Regions from separate parts of the Pan troglodytes genome. Here region 2 is linked to region 1. The links are chromatin contacts, called in public HiChIP or PLAC-seq maps. All regions are on one chromosome and are shown on one strand. Each heading gives the region's core, a stretch centred on a gene start, on an enhancer-like site or on the middle of the called end of the contact. The rest is flanking DNA. Distances are from core to core; before and after follow the strand shown.

What was found. HiChIP or PLAC-seq counts read pairs in DNA pulled down with a chosen protein or histone mark.
Region 2: a contact with region 1 is called in an H3K4me3 HiChIP or PLAC-seq map of stem cell-derived excitatory neurons, with 10 times the contacts expected there. The contact joins the promoter of NRG1 here to the promoter of LOC129135687 in region 1. A contact is called at or near these places in 1 of 7 Hi-C or Micro-C datasets (stem cell-derived neural progenitor cells) and 1 of 1 datasets of contacts at active chromatin or transcription factors (stem cell-derived excitatory neurons).

Annotation. Positions count from the first base shown.
Region 1 is chr7:40,023,706-40,030,500 of NHGRI_mPanTro3-v2.0_pri, reverse strand. LOC129135687 (pro-neuregulin-2, membrane-bound isoform-like) reads right to left here and starts at 2,605. Exons shown (of 2, transcript XM_054656638.2): 1 at 1,743-2,605. The coding sequence starts at 2,487.
Region 2 is chr7:40,932,549-40,939,343 of NHGRI_mPanTro3-v2.0_pri, reverse strand. It overlaps NRG1 (neuregulin 1), which reads right to left and starts at 4,174. Exons shown (of 12, transcript XM_519699.8): 1 at 3,660-4,174. The coding sequence starts at 3,759.

The sequences.
Region 1 (6,795 bases), core at 1,356-3,855:
CTTACATTTATTTCTAGTTAAAAGGTATAACTAACACAATTGATAATCTAGTAATGCACCCCCAATCCTAGGCATCACAGCTAACTACAATCCCCTTTATATTAACTTCCCACCATGTGGAGTGAATGATTCAAAACTCATATGACTTGGGATAAAGGAAAAATCCTTCCTGAATTACACACTATAAAACATATGAAAACTGGACAGTGGTGTTGCTTAAAAGGTTTTGTTTCAGATTCTGTAACAGAGTAACATATGCTGCAGTACGATGGTGCTGAGCTTTTCGGTTGCCTAATAAGACAGCTCCCAGCAGAGCATTTCCCATGCTTTGGAGTGACATCTATCAGTGGGTCTCGGGGAATCCCAATGCCACTTAGCTTTCTTCAGCACCACTCTCTGAACAGCTTCTGTCCACTGAGTGGTGCAATCCTAACAGGTCTCTGGCATACAAAGTACATTGTTCAGATAAGGGAATGGTGGGTGAACAATGATCTTTGCTGTCATTAAAACCAAATCATCAGGTATTAATTAACAGCAGGACTTAACCACCACAAATGCCAACCAGAAATTTAAATAATTGGCCCCCACCAGACACAAATTTAAAAGAACTGACACACTCTCCATCACAGGCAGACTCTGCATGGCATGGTGCTGAGTTTTATAAAAATTCAATTAACCCAAATGTCTATTAGACGGATACATAAAGACCAGGGTGAAAAGCTATTATGCATGTTGGAATTTGTGATGTGTAATCGTGTTAATTTACTGTTTGAGAAGAAACCCCGCTATGTGTTAGTGATTATATAGTAATCAGGAAATTATACAGATATTTAGATCATAGAAATTAGTTTATAAATGGCATAAACATAATGCTACCTCAGCAACGTAATGAGATAATCAGCTAATTTCTCAAACCTGATCATATGAAGCAGACCCGGGAAGAATACTTTTCAGCGGTAAGTGGGAAAAGGTGTAGCAAATAATTGCTAAACTTCCAAAATTATTCTTCTTCAGGGCCTACATGTGATATTCCATAATTTCGTTCATCTGTTCTGATGCAGTGAAGTGCAAAAACATCCTCCAAACCAAAATATTGTGAAAACAAAATTTCTTGAGATGACTTGGCCAAAAACAAAACCCCCACCAATAACAACTTTATAATTCTCACATATTACACATATTCACAAGGTACAGACTGCACCTCTCTGCTGGACATTGAGTTGCCAAAAAACTCTGCCACATCTGTCGGGGAATGTCAGTGCACTGCCCCTTCCTTGCAGAGACTTCACAGACACAGAAGCAAACCCCTAACCATCTCCACACTCTGGACTCCAAGTGACGGGAAGGCGTTAAAATCCTGCGGGACTCACCCTTCCTCCTTCAAAGGAGGCCCAGAATCAGCAACTCCTAACCAAAGCCAAGTTCATATCACCCACAAGAAAGCAGCCGGCACATTTCCGATCTACTTGGTGAGCCAAACCCCAAAGGATTAAAAAGTTTCAGGAGGCCCCAACCCAGGACTAAACTTGGGCTTTCTCCAGTGGCAAAGCCTAAGACAAGGGAAGCTGGAGAAAGCGAAACCTCCCTCTCTGAGGATCCCTGAGAACCCACCACCCTGAAACCAACAACTGGGACCCAGAGCGCCTCTGCCTTGCTCGGGCGGCCGTCGAGCCCCGCTGCCCGCGCGCCGGGGATGCGCCCTCCTCGCCGCGGGTTCGCGCCCCCAAGGGCGAGGAACTTACCGCACCGCTTGCACAGCACCCGGCTGACCTCCTTCTTGAGGTTCCGGCCCGTCTCCAGAGGGGGGAAAGAGGCTCGGAAGGCGGCCGGCGCGCGGCTGGTGCTGTTGGCGTCGGGCTCCATGAAGAAGATGTACCTGCTGTCCTCCTTGAGCCTCCCGCAGGAGGGGAAGGCGGGGTGGCCCCAGGTCCCCAGGCGCACGGTGAGCAGCGAGTCCTTCTTCAAGCCCCCGGCTTTCACCGCCCACACCTGGTGCACCTTCACCAGATAGGGCGCCTCCTCCCCGGGCTCGCCGGCGCTGGGCACCGGGGCGGTGGGCCAAGAGGGCACGGTCCCGTTGGCGGCGAGCAGCGGCTCCTCGGCGGGCGGCCCCAGCGCCCGTGGGCCCGCGGCTGGCGGCTCGCGATCGCCGCCCCACGCCCCTGCCTCGCCCGCCGCCGCCGCCGCCTTCCTGTCGAGTGCCCCCTGCTGCCGCCGCTGCGGGTGCACCTTTCCCTCGATCACCACCGCGGCGCGCTGAGCTAGCTCCTGCACCGATCCCACGCTGGGCGGGGACGAGTAGCACACCGAGGCCCCCGCGGGAGCCGCCTCGTTGCCGGCCGCCGCCCCCGGCGCCAGGGCCGCGGTCCCCAGCAGCAGCAGTAGTGGCAGCAGCGGCAGCGGCGGCGACGAGCGGGCGGCGGAGCCGGGGCGCTGGGCCCGGGGGCCGGGACGCCCGGAGCGGCGCGGGGCGCGTCGCCATCTCATGGTGCGAGGTGCGTGCGGGCTTCTGGCTGTCGGTTCGGACTCTGCCCGGCTCTCTCGCGCTGCCTCCCTTTTCCTTCCCCTCGCAGCACCACTCCTCCTCCTCCCCCCTTGCCCTCCTCCTTTTATTTATTTATTGGGGGTGCAGGGGTAGGAGAGTTGTTTATGGGAGGAGGAGGGGGGAAGAAGTGGATGGAACCACAGAAAGGCGAAGAGGTATAAGGGCAAAAAAAAAAAAAAAAGGCAAAATAGAAAAGGCAAAAAAACCGCTGCCGCCGCCTCGGTTACAGGGAGTGACAGGTCCCCCCACCCCCCGCGCCGCCGCCGCGCCCGAGCCCTGCTGTCGGGGCTGCTGTCACCGGAGGAGGACGTGGAGGTGGAGGAGCTGCTCCGCGGGTGACAGTCCTTTGTGTGAAGTGATGCTGCGGCGGCTGCTGGGGCTGCGAGCAAGCGGCTGGGAGAGAGCGCGAGGGAGAGAGCCCTGGAGGCGGAGTTGCGTGCCTGGAAATCGCTGGGTGGCCGCGGCGGCGACAGCGTCCTGCGCCTCGCCAGCCTGTTTACCTGTAGTGCCAACTCGGCCCGCGCGTCCTTTCCCCATGCTGCTGCCGGAGCGGAGCGGGACCCGCGAGTGGGTCCTCCTGGGCGTCCCCGTCCCCGCGCGCCTCCTCCCTCTCTGTCGCCCCAAGTGCTGCAATGGGAGGACGGGCAGCAAACAGGCTGCAGTCCGAGTGGGCTGCGGAGGTTTACTGGGGAGTGAGAGGTGACGCTTCAGTGAGCAAGGACCTGTAGCCGGCGCAGGATGCCCAGGCGCCGGTGGGAGGCAGGCAGAGAGGGGCAGGTGGGACCCCGGGCGTGCGGGTCCTCGGTGCAGAAAAGTTTTGGGTGAACCCGTTGCTTGACACTTAAAAGGGAGCAACATGTTCGCAGGCGACAAGCAGCGATTAAAACAACAACTTTATAACGCTCTCTCTCCTTGCAGCGCGCACACACAGTGCGCACTTCAGATGTGACGCCTCCTCTACTCCATGCTCCTTTGATCCTTCGGTCTTCATGACCCCCGCCTTTTCTTTTACTGAAATTCCTGCTTCACCATGACTTTATGACATGTGTGGTACTGCTGATAGGAGCATAGTTTGAATAAAATATTTGCTGAACGAGGCCATTTTGTACAAAGTTTATGGCACTTTGTCAACTAATGGGTTTTGCAAAAAATAAAAATAAAAAGTGAAATGAAAGAAGCTTCTACGGCTATTGGAACAAAAGATCCCAGGCATAAGGAGTTGTAGGTATTTAACCTCCACCTGGTATTGTGCCACCTGAATACCAAGCTCCCCCAACTCCACCCCCATCTGTCCCCCTACCCCCACATGTCCTGCCAAATTTAAAGAGCTATGTCTAAAACAAGAATCCATCCTCTCCCGGGATATTCCTTTCAACAAATGCCATTCCACAGAAAGGGAACACATTTTTAGCATTTCAAGGTAAATATTTTCTCTCATGTTCTTTTATAGTGAAAAATATATTCAGTGACCTCATAAAACAGTTAAAGTTGTTATTCAATGGGCGATAGATCCACATTGTGAGAACTGAAGAATTTTAAAGTACTCTTACTTCATAATATCTTTACTCTGGGATTCTACGTGTTGCTTCTAGCAGTTTCTTGAAAGTATGTCATAGAAGCTTTAGATTTTTATATAAAAAATAAAAACAGATGATAAGCTACAAAGATCTTTTTGTTCTTGGCATAATATAGTTGGCTACAAAACAAGGTTCCATTCTCTCAAAGTGCAGTTTGGAGGGACAGGGTCATCACACTCCCTGTGTGTCTTGGCAAGGGGAGATTCCTGTTACTCATACCCTGATGGAGCGCTTCAGGAGAAGATCACCATTTAGCAGCATAGTTGGGCAGGTCTGGCCTCCAGTATACGTTCACTTGAACCCTGCATGGTGCTTCTAGCGATTTACTGAAAGAAAGTGGTTCAAACATCCAATCCTACTAATTTCTTTACTTTTCTTTAGCCTGGCCTCCCATATTTCTGACTCGACTTTTTGGGAGGTACAACTCTGGCCTAGAACACTTTCTTTCTCTCTACCTTCCAGATTTGTAACAGTTATCTGTCACTATATGACAAACCACTTCAACATTTGGTGACCTGTTGGTTCATTTAGCCCAAGATTCTGCAAGTTGGCAATTTGGACTGGGTTCAGCTAGGGTGGGGTTCTTCTGTTGACCTCATTGATGGCTCTGCTGGGGGCTATCTAGTCTCCCATGGCTTCCACTGACACATCTCATCTCATAAAGAATGTGGTCTCTTCCTCCAGCAGACTTAACCTGGGCCTGTTCATGGCAGCTGGTTGTGTTTCAATAGAGTGGCCGGAGATGTGCGAGGTCTCTTGAGGTCTAGAATCAGAATTAGCACGTCAACATTGCCACCATTACAAGGCCAGGGGCAGAGGAGTAGACTCTACCTCTCTTCACATAAGGACCTGAAAAGTTGCAATGCCAAAGAGCAGAGATACAAGCAGGGGAAGAATTAGGCCATTTCTGCAAATAATCCACTGCTGAACTTAGGCATCCTTTGAGATCCATCTGCCCCATGAAGCCTCCTTTCTGACATACTAAACACTGGAGTGACCACTCCACAAAGTGCACTTTCCCTGCATTTGCAGTCTATATCATGTCTCCTCACTCTTGATCATGTTATCTTATTGAGCCCAAGTTTTTCAGGAGTTTTACTCCCATCTCTCCAACTAGATTGCAAACTTGTTAGCAGAGACGACAGTTTCTATATTCCCCAATTTTGATCCAGTTTGGGTCAAATATTAAGTACTCAATAAATGTCGGCTAATTAATCATGGATTGATGTGGCAATGTGCTTACCACACATTAATCCAACACTATCATAGATAAATGGAATTCCAGGGGCAATAAAAACAACAATAAAATTTTAAAGCACTGGCTTAGAATGTCATTAAAGGAATAGATATGCCCCTGTTAGTACTATACAAAGCATTTTGTCTATGATGAAACATAAGCCTCTTCTTTAAAGTGGTATTTTTTAAAAAGACCCTGTTCCCACATTATCTCCTACTCTTCCTCTCTCTGTTAAGTGGCATTAATGAGTAATTCTTATAGATATTTTCTGTGCAAAGGTAGGCCTTCTTTAAACAGCTCAGTACTAAGAACTGTTTGCACACATATTTCATTTCAATTCTTGTATCAGAGCCTTCATTTACCCACCCACATTGGAAGGATGTTGCTGATTTTGCCCTTTTGCACGAGAAGGGAATGGCATTTCTAATATGATTAACATATGCTTAAGAAAAGGTATGAATAATTGTTTAGTATGATTAAATGCTGTTCGGAAAAGGGACAATTTAATTTGTCCACACCAATGCTTTAAAAAGACAGAAAGAAAAAGGTTCAGTCTTTTGTAAACTTCCTAAAACCAGTGGTTCTCAATTTTTAGTGAGCATCAGAATCATCTGTGCAAATGCACAGATTGCTGGCCCTGCCCCCAGATTTTCTGATTCAGTAGATTGGGGATGGGGGTGGATACAAATTTGCATTTTTAGCAAGTTCCCAGGTGATACGGATACTACTGGTGATAGAGACTGTACTTTGAGAACTGCCAAAATCTTGAGATTTATAAGCATCAATATCCACAGCATACTAAACCTGTAAACGTGTAAGAATACTTAGGCATTCAATATCCCCTCCATCTTGAATCTTCCCCTTCTCTGTTTCAGTAAGGGAATGTGGATTGCCTCCTGGATTACTAGGGCCTGATGCTATTTAGCAGACATTATGACCAGTTAAGGGGGCAACTATACCTGTTGATAGTAAAAATGAGTGCTTCCTTGGGGCTTAACATGTTTCCATGGTCAAAGTTGAAAATAAAAGGAAAATTAGGGGTCAGAGAAGCTGTCATCATGTTATCTGCTCAAGCAGGGAAAGAGCAGACATAAAATTATGCAGGTAAATGTGAAACACTATTTTTAGTAGTTTAGAAAATATGGGGGGAAAAAGTCCACAATTGCCTCCACAGTGCAATGGCAACCTGAAATGGTTTTCCCACCCCTAGCACTTTATTCCTGATTAAATGCTCCTAAATGGTGGTTATGAAAGGGCAACAGAAAATTCACAGAGGCACTGATACCTACTTTATCATCATTGACCAACAGCACACAGAAGTACACACCTCCAGCTATAAATCATGAAACAACCATTCTGCGGGGCCTGGAGTCCTGAATTTGCAGTCTCCGAAAGAAGCCTCACTTAACAGCCTGTCTTAGAGCAGGTGCAGGATC
Region 2 (6,795 bases), core at 2,925-5,424, 910 kb before region 1:
ATTTGGGATGCTAGGTTTCTCAATGTTTCCATCACCCAGACTCACAAATGCCCCTCCTACCAGGAGTGAAGGGAGACAGGATAGTTCTAGAATCTGGCTAGGCATGATAGTGAATTTTTCCCAGGTTATTTAAGAGGAAAAAGAAAAAAGAATTCCGTGCAGAGGTGCAGAGTAAGAACAACATATCGACAAACAGAGAATCACAAAGGAAGCTTAGAGTCAAATACCAATTGGCCAAAAATTAAAAAAAAAAAAAAAAAAAAAAAAAGCGGCCAAGCGCCGTGGCTCATGCCCATAATCCCAGCACTTTGGGAGGCCGAGGCGTGTGGATTGCGAGGTCAAGAGATCGACACCATCCTGGCCAACATGGTGAAACCCTGTCTCTACTAAAAATACAAAAATTAGCTGGGCATGGTGGCGCACACCTGTAGTCCCAGCTACTCAAAAGTCTGAGGCAGGGGAATCACTTGAACCCAGGAGGCAGAGGTTGCAGTGAGCCGAGATTGCGCCCACTGCACTCCAGCCTGGTGACAGAGCGAGACTCCGTCAAAAAAAAAAAAAAAAAAAAAAAAAAAGCTCTGGTTTTGTAATTCAGGCTTCAAGAGAAAAAGTCTGTTGAGCTGAATCAGTATGAAGAGGCTGGATATGGGAGGTCCAGCACCAAGGAGACCCAGGCTGTTACAGGGCTCTTGGTACGTGGATCAGTGATACAGCACCCAAGACTATTCTTAGCTTGCTTATTTTGAGCAAAGAAAAGGAATCAATGACTCCAAGGGCTTGGGACCTATTAGAGCTATTATTATGGAATAGATAATTGTGTTGAACATCTGCAGCCCCAATAGTGTGCAATTCAACATTTAGTTAATTGTATAAAAGTGCAGATGCTCTGAAATAGCCATGTATGTATCGCATATCAGTCACTCATGCCATATGAAAGTTAAAGAAGCCTTTTCCCCCTGAAAATTTCCCTCCAACAGATGTGTTTATGCCTATGCGTACAATATAGCACACAGCGGGGCTGAGTGGCTGAGATCCCACCCCATTATCTCTCCCCTGACTGTCATGAGGCAATGTTAAAACAGCCGAAGAGAGGCTTGGCTATTGCATACGTATCATCAAGGACAGACAGTTGCAGTGGCTGTTTTAAGAAAGGAGTGAAACTTGGAACTGACAGGCACTAAGATGGGAGCAATACAAGAGAAACTTGTCCTCCTAAGTCCTAATTTGGGCTGGCGTGGCAAGTGTGAATACTAGAGTTATGGCATCTATAGGTCGTTCCTTTGGGAATGCCTGAAACCTAGAGTGTGGGTTTTTCTCACAAACCATCATAGTCATCAGGTATGAATTCTCCTAAGACAAGGAAAACTACACTGGCACTTACCATTATAAGGAAAATGACAAAGAAGGAAAGAAACACTGATTCTGAAGCATTGTATTTAATGCCATGTGCTTCTATATAAAGCTGGTTTCAAGTTGTTGACCATTCTTTTTGAATCAAATAAAGAATACATATTCTTATCTGGTTTAAAAAGCACAAGATGCTTCGAAGGGGATAAAAAGCCCCTCCCCAAAAAAGATTATAATCTGGTGGAAAACAGAGACAAATATACTAAAAACTAACCTACAGCCAAATTCACCCCAATTTTTCAGGGAAGACAGTTAAGCAAATGTCACTTAAAGATACTGACTTAGCTGGTTTAGAGGGAATCACTGCTGTGCCACTGGAAAGCAGATGAGAGCCACCAAGGAAGCTCTGGTGCTCTGTGTCAAGAGAGCGTAGCTAATCACAAGACAGCTGCCTACCTAGTAGATGAGATCTGGAGAGCACAGAAATTCCTGCCCCTCCCCCACTGAACTTGTCAAGTTGCTGTGTTACGGTACTGCTGCTGGGAGCCCTTGACAAAATGCACACCTATTACCTGAACAGGATGCTACTTCAGACCACTGGCCCCTTCTTAATTCATTAGACCATCTACAGAGGACCACAGAAACTTCTTCTGAAGGCAATGAGCAGGGAGACAGGAGAACACAACCACAAACAGTGATAAGAGCCCCCAAAATAACTCCTTACAACGATTTGAGCTAGGTCTGAAATCTCCGTAATTTACTATGATGACCTTAGAAAAGACAGTAGACAAAGTCACGCAGGGAGGTAACTAGTCCAGCTCCCCAATTTCATATCTTGTTGAATAAAGTGCTATGGTCTCTCCCCAAAATATAGGGTAAAAATAAGGAAAAATTCAATACACCCTCATGAGGGGCAATGATCAGTAATTGAAGTGAATATGATCAGCAGGATCTTATTAAAGAAGCAAGCACAAGAATGGCCAGTGGTGAAACAATTACTCTCTGTTCAATTTCTGTTTTGCTCAAAACTCTGCTGAAGGTCTCTGCCAATAACCCAGGTTCTGAAATGCTATCAGTGATACCAGTAAGAAGACCAAGCAAATGTGGTTTGTTTTCTTCCAGCAAGGGACAAATACTTCTACAGTATTACTGTAGCCACAGTATTATCAAGTACTAGTGAATTAATTCTGCAGAAGTGCTTCATGAAATGTGTGTTGGGGGTACGCTCGAAGCGACTTAAGGCATCTGGATCAATTAATAATTGGGAATTGCAGAGGCAAAAAATAAATTCTCCCCCATCTCCTTCCTCCCCTCTTTTATCAGCTACCTACCAATCACTCATAAACAAGTATTTATTCGACATGCCTCTTTTGTCCAAGGTAATGTCCAAAGCATCAGCGCTTCCTAGGGACATCTAAGGTAAAGCTTTTGTTCATGCTCGTGTTCTGATGATGAAATACAAGATTTGTTTCTAGAAAGCTTCAATTGCCATTTTATTATATAGATAACCAGCAAACAATTGGGTTCAAAAATTCAGATAAACGGTTGTTTTCTTACATCTCTTGGGAAAGTAAATTAACCATATTTATCACAGAGGTCTTGAAAAATAGAACTGTTAAGCCAAAAGTTTGTAGAACTTGTTTGGGGCAGAGCTGATTCCTGGCACTGGACTAGATTTCATCTGCTTCGCTGACCTTTAGGAATCCCTGCCGCTGCTCTTGAGTCTCCGTAGCACAGGACTGAATCAAGATGAACCGGCGCGCACTCTACATCGCTTGCCCTGTGCCCCAAAACGCCGAAGCTAACTTCCCACGCGGCTTCTTGCTCGACCACCCACTTCTGCGCTGCCAGGCACACCGAGGGGACCGGCTCTCCCTCCAGGCGGCCCGTTCCAGCGTTTCCCGCTAGAGGGCACACGGCCCCCGTGCAAAGCGCTTATGGCGCGGGGCACGCGCGCACGCAGCCTCGACTCCTATACCCCAGGTCCCACTCCCGGGCTGGGCTCAGCCGCTAAGGCGCTGGGGAGGGGCCGTGCCAGGGAGCGAAGCGCTCCCGGGACTCTGGGAGGGTGCGGCCGGGACTGCTGTCCCTTGCCCTGAGCTCTGGGCGTAGGCGCCCGGTAGGACTCGGCGCCCAGGTGAGCGGCGGCCCCCAGGAGGGGAAGCACCGCGCGACTCCACGGGTGCTCAGAGCGCAGGGCGAAGAGGATGGGCGAGGGAGAGGGGGAGGGAGAGGCCACGGCATCCGAGGAGGAGGAGGAGTAGGAGGAGCAGGAGGAGGATCGTGGGGCCCGGGCCGCGCTGCGCACCCACCTGGGCTCTGGCTGCCCGCCGCGGACTCCGGCTTCTTGCCGGAGCCTCGCTCCTTCTTCTTGCCCTTCCCTTTGCCTCTGCCTTCTTTGCGCTCGGACATCTCGCCGGAGACGGAGCGCTTTACGCGGACGGCTCTCGGCGCAGGCGAGTTTGGTCCAAGGGCTCGATCGGGTTTGGGAAAAGTTTGTCCCTCGAGGGGGAGAGCGAGCGGCCGCGCTGAGGCGCTCGCGCTGCGCGGGGGCGTCTCCCGTTGCCTGCAGGGAGCGCGGCGCGGACGCGGCGGGCGGTCCGGCCACCTGGAACGGGCGCTCGCCCTGGCTCTCGGGGCTGCTCCTGTCGCCCCGGGAAGTCGTCGATGGGTCCTGCCGCTGGCGGCGCGCGTCCTGGCCTCTGCCCGGCGCCCTCGCAACCCGATCGGGGAGAGATTATCACCGTCCTGCTCACGCTCCCATCGTCCGGCAGCCGCCGCCGCTCAGCTCCTGGCCTCCGCGCGAGCCCGGAGTTCCAACAAGTTTCGGGGAACTCCTCGCCGGCTCTTTTTCAATTGCCCCGCAGCCACCCACCTCCCGCCCGCAGGTTGGAGGCAGGCGCCTCCTTCGCACCCTCCCCTGGCCTCGCCCCCTCCCTCTTCCCCACCACACCCCCACCCCGAGGCGCGGACACGCCACCGGGAGGAGCCTGGGCTCGGCGCTCCCGGGCGCAGCCCCTTTTCCTCCCGCGCTGGCCGGGCGGGGGGTGGCGGCGCGGCTGCCGGGAACCCCCGACAGGGGTCGCTGGACGCTGCGCGGAGACCGAGGCCAGCGCCCCGGAGACCCGGGAACCCAGGCGGAGACCCGAGGCTCTCGCTGCCCGCTCCCCTCCGCAGCCAGGCAGCGCCTGGGAGGGCTGCTCCGTCCCCTTCCACGCGGAGAAGCACGGCGCAGAGAAAAGTTTGCGACTCCCACACCTGTGCCCCAAGCAGAGGCTCCGTGGTCAGGAACCCTGGGAGGAGTGCGGGGGGAACGTTGGTGGCTTTCCCAGAAGAGTTCGGGGTTCATTCCTTAACTCACTTAAGTACAAAAGCCCTGTCGCACGCAGGCGAAAATAAACTCTAGGTGGAAGGGAGTTTAAGAAAAGGCTTCCTTCCAGGTGCACAGGAAGGGCTAAGCGAACCTTAAAGATGCTAGGTTGCGCTCTCCTGCTGGGTCTGCGCCGTGTGCGTGTGTGTGTGTGTGTGTGTGTGTGTTTAGTAAGTGCCTGTTAGAAATCTTCAGCTTTTCCTTAAAAAATAACCTGGCCTCTTCTAAGGGGGTGCCCTTAAACTACGTCTCTTACTACAACTTAATTTTCAGAGGAACTGATAAAAAACATAGTTCGGAGCACGACTCAGAATAATTAAAATTACTGCAGCCGCTGAAAGTCACTCAGTTCTGCCGAGTGGAAAAGCAGGCAGGGAGGGGTAGAATAAAGACACAGAACTGGAGATCCTTAATTCGTGAATGTGGGGTTTCTCAGATTCAAACTTTACTCAGAACTGCGCGTGAAACCTACTCCTTCCCTTGTCCTCCCTCTGGTGGAGAATTCTAAAGAGCAAGGAAATAAGGCATTGACCCCTCCCCTGCAAAGGACAAAAGTTAAAGACCAGGGTAACGGGCACCACGGAAGGATCCAGAATTGTCCACATGTAGAGAAAACATTCTCAGAGTTATACCACAGCTGTGGCTAACTTACACTCTTAATTTACAGTGAAATACTCTTGTGTTGTGGTCGGGAAGTGGTGAGTTGGAACAATCCATATTCAAAATCTATTGCTTCACTTTAAAAGTGACTTGCTCTTGGTTTTCCATTTTCTGGGGTCAATGCTAACTGAACCATTACCTACACACGACCTTCTCACGGTATTTTCTGATGGCCGCAATTTAAATAAAAGTGCAGTCTGGAGTGTCTCCTTGATATGTAGATGGGAAGGGAGGGAGGGAAATATGTTCACTTTAAAACTGTCCTAAAATCACACTAATTTTATTCTAGTTTAATTTGCACTGTCATAAGAACGAAACTCTGTTGAATGGGTTTAACTGTGAAAAGATATCCTAGCAGTCTTGCCATCATTATTTATAGTTTAAAAGTTTGATGTCCAAGTAGCTTCTGATAGCCTTCCTACAAACACCAAATATAAATTTCACTGGGCTATAAAGACAGCAAAAGCAGAGAAAAGATGATGAATATATCTCAGTAGCACTATTAATATTCCACAGAGACGTATGCAAGATGGAGTCTGAACACTGGCTGAAATAACTCTGTTTTCCCAGGAGGGGGCCACTGCTCAGTAAGCAAGAAATAGCAAAATTCAGAGAAGTCCTTTCGAAACAGATATTTTGTCCCAAGGATGTGAGACAGCATAAGGGCTTAGTATACACTACCACATATTCTCTAACATGGCATTATGTTAGAATTGAAGGACTGAAAGCAAAGATGTATTCTGGGATCTTTTTTAAAAAATAAGATTTTCCCCAATTAAAAAAAAAAAAGCTCAAAATCCATTTCTATGGAAATGTTGTAATCCTGCTACTTTTGTTTAGGGTCTGGATGTTTTGCTTCAACAAAACAGCTTACTGGTCATTTTTAGAGTAATTTTTCAGTGAGATAGGGGAAGAGCCTACGATTTTGTGATACATTTTCATTTGAATGAACCTGAAGAGGTAGTTGACAGTCTTCCAAAATTAAGCATACATGACTACAAAAGAGATTACAGATACTATGGTGGCTTTAAGATAAAACATAAAAGCAGGATTCCTACAGGAATTTTAGGGCTGAGGAATGAATGAATATGAAGGGAGGGAGGTGAGTATAAATGAGCATTTAATAATTGTTTTTCCTTGGTTTGATGTGATGGAGGGGAAAAGACAGGACAAAAATTGCAATGATAAATATTGAAGGGATTTTAAGGAAAGATGATGAAATGGCAATTGCATGACAACAATTCTTTCTGGAACCATATCCAGATTCTCGAGTTACATTTTAGTTATCACTTGTAGCTGAATTCTCAGGAAATTCAAGGCTCAGTCCAAAAAGGTTTTTTTCTAAAAATCGTTAGGTCTTTATGTTATTTAATGTTAATTTTAAGGGGTTTTATTACATTATTTATGACCAGCTAAAA